Regions from separate parts of the Mus musculus genome. Here region 1 is linked to region 2. A link is a contact called in public promoter capture Hi-C data. All regions are on one chromosome and are shown on one strand. Each heading gives the region's core, a stretch centred on a gene start, on an enhancer-like site or on the middle of the called end of the contact. The rest is flanking DNA. Distances are from core to core; before and after follow the strand shown. Region 1 holds the start of Tcaf2 (TRPM8 channel-associated factor 2). Region 2 holds the start of Gstk1 (glutathione S-transferase kappa 1).

Region 1 (4,321 bases), core at 1,587-4,086, 400 kb after region 2:
TGTGGAAACAAAATGGCAGACAGATGGAGGTTTTCTCTTAAGTGGATGACTGCTTTTTCAAGGCAGGGAGTGACCAGGAGAACAAGATTTTCTTGGGCCTTGATGTACTTTAGTGACCATTTTAGTGATCATGTTTTTGCTTTGCAGTGGTTAGAAGACGGTTAAAACGATCATTTACATTGAAATTGAAACTAAGTGAAGACAGGATATCAGCACTCTTTAAAAAGAGTTAGAATCTATAAATGGTTAGAATGGAACACTCACCTGATATACAGTGGGATCTTGGGTATCTTCTTAGAGACTTTGAACCGGTTTATATCTCCATAGACATCTGTGAAGTAGACTCCAGCCACACTTGTCACCTTGTTCCCAGGGAAACTGAATAGCACCTTGTCACTGCCATGCTGACTGGCCCAATTCCAGGCCTGACCTCCAATGAGCAAGCCTCCACCACGCTTCACAAACTGGACCAGCTTCTTGGTCAAGGTGTCGTTGTAGGCATCAATGCAATAAACTCCCAGAGCCTCTCCAGGCTCAGGCTGAACCAAGGCATTTATCCCAGAGCCACGTAGGATGTTAACTAGTGATGCTAAGGAAGAATGCACTTCAATGGGAGTCCCTGGGGAGGGGCAGAGCCAGCTCACTGCATTGAGAAGAAAAGGAGCCAAGCCAGCATGCATCAGGTAGCTCTCATGGGATACGACCACCAGGCGGCCTTGGCCATAGAAAGAAACAGCAATGAGCACCTGGCCCTTGTCATTCACCATCACTGGGAAGGCTGCCTCCCCAATAAGAAGGAGTTCACTGGGAGTGAATTCTTTAGGGAGATCCCAGCTGGTCACTCCATTCATGAGGGCCTCAAAAGCAGCATCGGGAGTTGTTGCCATGGTTCTGCCCGTTGCTACAAAGGAAGCAGAGACTCAGGTTGGTCAAACCAGAATGAGGAAGCAGTAAGGAAGGCAATTAACTAAATGTTTTTGGTCCAGAAGATAGATTAGTTTCTCCTTTTGAGGATGAAGTGAAGCGCAAACAGACAAGGATTCCACTTTTATGACTCAAAACTATAAGAAGAGTAAAGACAATTAAATAAGTAGGCTTATAAATAAATAAATAAATAAATAAATAAATAAATACAACTGCAGCAATCCCCAGTTGCTATCTATTGATGAACTATGGACAGGAAGACTGCTTTAGAATGCATGACAGGAAAGACCTGGTAGGAATAGGAACAGAAAGCTGAAACCTGAAATGGTGTGGGAGGATCAGTTTGGTAAGAGGTACACCAGGGCAGCAGCAGAGTGAACGGCAGAGAGGAACAAGTCCTGGGGTAGATAAGGAGGTGCAGCTTCCCATAGGATCTGATGAATCAAATGCAGGGACTGACTTGGTGTTTGTTTTATTCTTTCAGACAAAAGGGCCACAATGACCTGTTATAAACTGCGTTAGTTGGGATCGCATGACCTTTCAGAAAGTGCATCATTTCTGACAGCTTTGCTTACCTTGTTGGAAACAGCTTCCAAATGATCAAAGCTGCCTTAGTGGAAACCCCCCATGCCACCCATTTTGACTGCCTGGGAAAGTTCTTTTCAAATTTTTTGGAAGCTGGGTATGCTGAGAGCTGAGCTTACCCTAGTAGCCACTTCAGACTCTCTCTCTAGACCAATCACAGAGGTCCGAGGACCATTGTTTTACAGATTAGACTATAAGTGCTATAGGTACAGTGCGCAATGTGAGTGCCTCTCTCTTTCTTCCCTGTCTCCTTTCCTTGAGTGCGGAGTGTGGCTGGTGATCCACAAGACTTCGCTATTCCCACATCTGAGTAGCTCACCGTAGGGGACCTCCTCCACCTTCGCTCACATGATTGACAGGGCACCCTTTCAATGGCTGTGAGCTGACATCCTAAGAAAATTTTCAGGTACTGGGGGGAGCCATGGGTACTTGCCCAGGGCCTCTCTGAGGTGCGTCCTAGGAGGGTCCCTGGAAGAGTTGAGCTATGTAGCAGACAGATCTAGACAGCTGACACTCCCCCTTGTTGAGTTCTCTCCTTCCATTTTTTTGTTTCTCCCCATGTTCTTCACTTGGGATTTCAGGTAGACTCCCTTGTTCCTCCTGTCTCCTTTGTTCATCCTGTTCATACAAAATGTTAAACAACTCATGTTGCCCATCTCCTTTCATCTATCCGCGTAGTCCAGTCCATTTAGCTCATGGCCATGACCTGGCCTGAATCTGAGGAATGCATCTCCACCTTCCATATCCTTGACTAAGAACTGTATAGAAGAACCCTGTCACTTTTCAGCCACTCCTCTGTGAGGTAAAATGTTCACTGGTGTTGGCATGTCTCTATGTGCCTCACCCCCCCCACTTCATAGCACTGTTCCAGGAAAGTGAACTGTGGGAAATCTGCTTAGGGGTGGAAAAGACAGCAGGTAGATCAGGAATTCCAAGTTCAACGTCTCATGAAGTTTGTTTGAAAAGAAAGTCCTCTGATTTTTCCCAAGTTTGGCAGGAAGAGCAACAAACAAAAACAGTCCCAGCACTCTGAAACTAAATGTGCTTACACGCGCGAGCACACACCTTTTTCAAATTCGTGACTCAAGTTCAGAGAGCAAAGATAAAGGAGTTCTGAGTTAACTAGAAAACTGTTCCAGGCCAATAAAACTAAAAGAAAAACATACCTGTGAGCAGATACACTGTTGGGAACGGCGTCCAGTAGCCTTCTGGCACTTTAAGGATTTCCTCCCAGCGTCGTCTTAGTGCTCGGACACTCAGCCCCACACCGGAACAAACCAGGACAGAAAATTCAGACCACAGAGGTTGCTGCCGGCTGACTGTCGCTGCAGAGGAATGGACTGCAGTATGAATAAGGGTCTTCCATGGGCGGGGCCTCTAGAGGCGGGGCTGCGGAAGGCGGGGCTATAGGAAAGCCCGCTGCCCAAATGAAAGACTTTCTTGAGGGCCGATTTGAGTCTCGAGGGCGGAGCTTCCCAGGGGCGGATCTTTTCCAGGGCGTGGCTATCCCGGGGCAGGGTTAGTTATAGGCGAGGCTGTCCTATTGGATGAGCTACCCAGGGAACTGGTTAGTTGTGGGGCTGTTCCGGATGGGAAGCCCTCTATGAAGCTGGACTATTCCAGTATCTGAGAAGTCCGGATGTACGAGCATCCCCTAACAGTTGCTCTGCCAGACCGGGAATCTGACTCCAACTGGCTTGGTGCTACACCAGTGCCTAATTGCTCTGTTAATATCTCCAAGCTTGGGCTTCAGGGCCTGCCGCCTAGTGGCCATCACTGGCAGTACAGCTGTGGGAATCTGGGGCCAGGAAATCTGGTCCAGGATATTTTCACTGGGCAGAAAACATGACTGTACCATGCAGTTTTTGTTTGTTTGTTTGTTTTTGTTTTTTTTAATCACAATTGCTCTGTAGTACAGCTTGAGGTCAGGCCAGGTGATTCCCCCAGAACTTCTTTTATTGTTGAGAATAGTTTTTGCTATTTTAGGTTTTCTGCTATTCCAGATGAATTTGCAAATTGCCCTTTCTAACTCAGTGAAGAATTGAGTTGGAATTTTGATGGGGATTGCATTGAATCTGTAGATTGCTTTCGGCAGGATAGCCATTTTTACTATATTAATCCCGCCAATCCATGAGCATGGGAGATCTTTCCATCTTCTGAAATCTTCTTCAATTTCTTTCTTCAGAGACTTGAAGTTCTTGTCATACAGATCTTTCACTTAGTTAGAGTCACACCAAGGTATTTTATATTATTTGTGACTATTGTGAAGGGTGTTGTTTCCCTAATTTCTTTCTCATCCTGTTTATCTTTTGTGTAGAGAAAGGACACTGATTTGTTTGAGTTAATTTTATATTCAGCTACTGCGCTGAAGGTGTTTATCAGGTTTAGGAGTTCTCTGGTGGAATTTTTAGGGTCACTTATATATACTATCATATCATCTGCAAATAGTGAAATTTTGACTTCTTTTTTTCCAATTTGTATCCCCTTGATCTCCTTTTGTTGTCGAATTGCTCTGGCTAGGACTTCAAGTACTAGATTGATAGGTAGGGAGAAAGTGAGCAGCCTTGTCTAGACCCTGATTTTAGTGGAATTGCTTCCAGCTTCTCTCCATTTACTTTGATGTTGGCTACTGGTTTGCTGTGGATTGCTTTTATTATGTTTAGGCATGGGACTTGAATTCCTGAACTTTCCATGGCTTTTATCATGAAGGGGTGTTGGATTTTGTCAAATGCTTTCTCAGCATCCAACAAGATGATCATGTGATTTTTGTCTTTGAGTTTCTTTATATAGTGGATTACATTGATGGAGTTCT
Region 2 (4,495 bases), core at 847-3,346:
TATGTAGCTGAGTATGTCTGTCTTTTACTGGGTTTTTTCCGTTTGATATTACAATTAGTCATGCTGTCTGTCATCCCAGATATGTATCAAGTGTTTGTCTGTAACTGCCTCAGCTGCTTCACTCATTTGTCTTCAACAGTTAAGTATTTGATGCTCCCAGTTTAACTGTGGTATATGTATCCAACTATATTTTACTAAAACCTCTCATCCTAATATCATTCATTGAATAATTAATCTTTTACTAAATTGAAAAGGCAGCTTATTTAAAGCTTTTCTGGGATTAATTTATGGCTCTGCTTATTGGGGTTTCAAATATAAGCATTGTCTCTACCTTATGTAAGAAGATAAAAATTTCATGCATAAATACCAATCTTTCCCTCCATCCTCCAATGTCTAGTAATTATTATTATTATGTTTAGTTCTTCTGTGGGTCCTTTGGCTACCTTATGTAGTTTTGTTTAACATTCTGTTTCAACAGCTCTAATCAGTGTCTAGGGTTCAACTGGATAAGTGCACAGCCAGTGACTCCAGTAACTGAAGGTTGTCTCTGTACCTCAAGTTTCCATTCAAAGAACTACAGTGTAATTTATTAAAGAAATAGAGAACTTATGAACCTGAGTTTCCCAACAAGCTGCTGGGTTTCATCCAATTATAAGCATCTAAGTTTAACGAACCACAGGTAGTCAACCATCAGAAGATCACGTCTTAGTACCACCAACTCCTCACCATGACCAGTTATTTCTGAGCCTTAATCACTTTTTCTGTCTGTAAATATTAAACGCCCACATTGCAGAGTGGCACTCTTTGAACCTCTCCTGATGCTACCTAATGTCTGAAGTGTTCTTTGCTAAAGGTACTCTAAGTTGTCTAAAGCTTTCTTTTAACACTAGCTATTACTCTCAGCAATATAATGGTGTAAGAAAATAAAAGTAAGTACATTTTTAACCTGTCAGTATGTGATGTGCGTATGTTTGAATATTACAATGTGGGCACCCCACATGAGGAGGTCTTTCCTTGTTGTCCACCTTGTTTAATCAAGGTTCTGAATATACAGCAGTATTATGTATGCTAAGATAAGTGGCCAGGGAGCTTCCAAGGACTCTCTTGTCTCTACCTCCTATCTCATAGTAGGAACACTGGGATTACAGATTAATGCTACTAAACACAGCATCATGTGTACTCTGAAGATCAAAAATCAGGTCAACACAGTTGCACCATTGACCCACTAAACCCCCTCCACAGACGAAAAGGGAATATATTTTTGTTTTTCCCCCCATATCATCTATAATACCAAAACTTTTAATAATAAATGATAACAATAGTATATGGTTCCAGGATATACAAAGCAACATATCAAGACCCCACCCCACTCCCCCAAAAACCCTAAATAAATGAATAATACTAGTAGCAGATGAAGTCCTGTGCCTTCCCTCTTGGGATGTAAGTCATCCTTTTGTTTAGTGTGTCCACACTGTATATATTACCTACCTCCATTTCTGTGACCACCTCCGTTATCAGATCAAGTGCTGTACTGATGAAATACTTATGTTCAAGTAACATTTTTATTATAATAAGGCACAAATTTTAGTGTGGCATGTTATGGTTCTTCTAGCATTCATCACTAATGTGCCTAATTTATAAGTTATAATTTACTGTGTGTAGAAAAAAAACATAATATGTAGAGTTTCATCTACAGTTTCAGGCATCCCCTGGGTGTGCTGTAATGTATAGAATGAAGATTTTTTAAAAGACCACTATGTCAACTGTCAAATTCATTCTAAACATTGTTCTTATCTCTGAGAAAGTGAATACAATAAAAGATGCAATTCGGAACTTCCATATTGCCGGTCTTTAAACGTCATCCAACGCAAATTTGGATCCTTGTGTATTGCCTTCTTGCTTGAGGGACAAAGTTCTAGAGCTGGCTGCACACACTTGAGATCCTTCTCTGGATCTGACCTTCCCCTTTATCTCAGACTCCGCCTTCCTCATCCGCTCTTGGTCTACCCGTGTACACCCCTGGGCCAGCCCTATAGGGCGGGGCCTCTCCCGGAGACTGCGCACTAGGGCCCTTAGCAGACCCGCCTGCAATTCGCGGACTACGATTGGCTGCTTGCTCTTCAGCTACCTAAAGCTCTTCGGCAGCCCAAGGCTTCAAGTTCACTTTCTCTCACCACTGTAGAATGGGGCCGGCGCCGCGCATCCTGGAACTCTTCTACGACGTGCTGTCCCCGTACTCCTGGCTGGGCTTTGAGGTGACACGGGGGAGCCGCCCGGGTTGTGGTCTGCGAGGCGAGTGCACAGTGGGGCACTGATCACCGGGCTGCAGAAATTCCAGTGGATGCCCTCAGGGTTAGCACAGGGTTCAGGTTCAAGTTCACTTTGTGCCTTTAAACGGACCGAGACTCCGCCAAGTAGGGTCCTGATCCTAAGGTCAAATATTCTCTTTCCACAGACCCTAGAAAGAACAGAGGCAACTCCAATGAAGCTAGGTCAAGTTCGGGGAGGGGGATCAGGGGCGCTAGGATGCTCTACGGGATGAAAACCGTACACTGGAGTAAGCATTCTGGTATCTATTTCAAAGAACTGAGAGTTTTGTCCTATTAAACCAACCAGTTCAGTGTGAAGTCCCCATCTCTGTCCAGCACTTAGAGGCAGAAGACAGCCCTCAAATGCCACACAAGCTCCCCTTCTTATCTCTGCACTTGTAGGTCCTATGCAGATACCAACACCTCTGGAATATAAAGCTGCAGTTGCGGCCCACTTTAATCGCTGGGATCATGAAAGACAGCGGTAAGCATGAAGAAGCTCCACCTCTCTGGGCAAGGAGGGTTGCTTTCTGTGGCCTGAGGGGCCTGTCCTGCACTGAGTATGCAGACCTCAGCCTAAACTAGTAGTTTGCTTTCTACTGGAGAGGTTCCAGTAGACCCTCATGTCCTCTCTCACCAGTTGTCTTAACTCTCCACTGCCAGGAAACCAACCACCTGCTATGGTTCCCCGAAAAGGCCAGTACATCTTCAAAGAGATTCCTCTCCTGAAGCAGTTCTTCCAGGTTCCCCTCAACATACCCAAGGATTTCTTTGGTGAGACTGTGAAGAAAGGTGAGGAGGAGGATGAAGAGAAGACTCGGCAGTTAAGAGCACCGGCTGCTCTTCCAGAGGACCTAATTTAATTCCCAGCACCCACAATGGTGGGTCACAACCACCTATAACTCCAGTTTCAGAGGAAACAGAAATAAATAAGTGAAGAGGGTCAGAAACACTGGGGAATGTAGTGGAGAGCAGTCCAGCTGAGGCTTTCATAGGATATCAAGAAATAAAACATGCTTGTGTGGGGAACCCAGCATCAGCTAGCCAAAAGAGAGGGATGGGAGAAGCAAGAACTGCATAGAGTAAATCCATTATGAGAAACTGGAATTAAAGACTGCAGGTGACGGAGCTTGGGGGAGTGTCTGAAAGAAGGATGAGCTTGGGGGCGTGTCTGAAGGAAGGATGAGCTTGGAGGCGTGTCTGAAGGAAGGATGAGCTTGGGGGCGTGTCTGAAGGAAGGATGAGCTTGGGGGCGTGTCTGAAGGAAGGATGACACGGTCCTCCATCAGGACAAAAGGAATAGGAATCTTAGCTCTACATGCCTCTGCCCCCACAGGAAGTATAAATGCCATGCGCTTCCTCACCACTGTAAGCATGGAGCAACCAGAGATGCTGGAGAAGGTGTCCAGAGAGATATGGATGCGTGTATGGTCTCGAGTAAGGGCTAAACTCTGAATCCTGGAGGGAGGGGACGGGGAGCTAGATGAGATTCTGACCTTGCCCGGGGCAATTTCCAGAAATAGGATCCTGCTGTCATACCGGTCTCTTTGCTATTTCCTTCTGGCTAAATGTTCTCTTCTTCTTAGGATGAAGATATCACGGAGTATCAGAGCATTCTGGCTGTGAGTGTCTAGACTGGACTCCCTACTATTGTCACAGGGAATCTGAGAACAAAGAAGGGTTCTTAACGATTGAGAAAGTTAGTGTCTGAGGGGACAGGTTACTATAAAGTTGGGATGAAGAGGATTCTTTGAAGAATGTTCTGTGGGCTATGGTTGTAGCTCGTACTTAAGCGCAGTTCATACTTAGTCTGCTTGAGTCCCTTAGTTTAATCCCCAGCCACAGCAACAAAATGTCTACTGTGGATAGCATATGAATAAAATGGGTTTGATGAAAAAAAAAAATGAAGTAAGTCAGTGTGGGAAAGGGAGGACCATGTGGGAACCCTGGATGGGAAAGGATGGAGCCTTCTGTTCTCAGGCCTCCAGGGATTCCCAGCGCAAGCTTCACTGATGTATGCCCATCACAAAGCAGGAGACTTTACCCAGACAAAAAGATAACTGACAAGTGAGAATTAAACAGATGCTCAGTGAGAAATAAATGAAAAGTGCTCAAAACATGGAGTGCATGCCAGACAGGGAGGGGGCTTTGAAAGTTAGATGTTCTTTGGAATGAAGTCAAGAAAC

What was found. Capture Hi-C pulls out chosen DNA fragments and counts their contacts.
Region 1: a contact with region 2 is called in a promoter capture Hi-C map of adipose tissue. The contact joins the promoter of Tcaf2 here to the promoter of Gstk1 in region 2. A contact is called at or near these places in 2 of 39 promoter capture datasets (the 3T3-L1 cell line and cranial neural crest), 1 of 484 Hi-C or Micro-C datasets (uterus), 1 of 115 datasets of contacts at active chromatin or transcription factors (fibro-adipogenic progenitors) and 1 of 9 other capture datasets (adipose tissue).

Annotation. Positions count from the first base shown.
Region 1 is chr6:42,642,205-42,646,525 of GRCm38.p6, forward strand. Tcaf2 (TRPM8 channel-associated factor 2) reads right to left here and starts at 2,837. Exons shown (of 8, transcript NM_146174.1): 1 at 2,676-2,837; 2 at 265-901. The coding sequence starts at 887.
Region 2 is chr6:42,243,839-42,248,333 of GRCm38.p6, forward strand. It overlaps Gstk1 (glutathione S-transferase kappa 1), which reads left to right and starts at 2,097. Exons shown (of 8, transcript NM_029555.2): 1 at 2,097-2,255; 2 at 2,712-2,793; 3 at 2,973-3,101; 4 at 3,646-3,746; 5 at 3,896-3,931. The coding sequence starts at 2,184.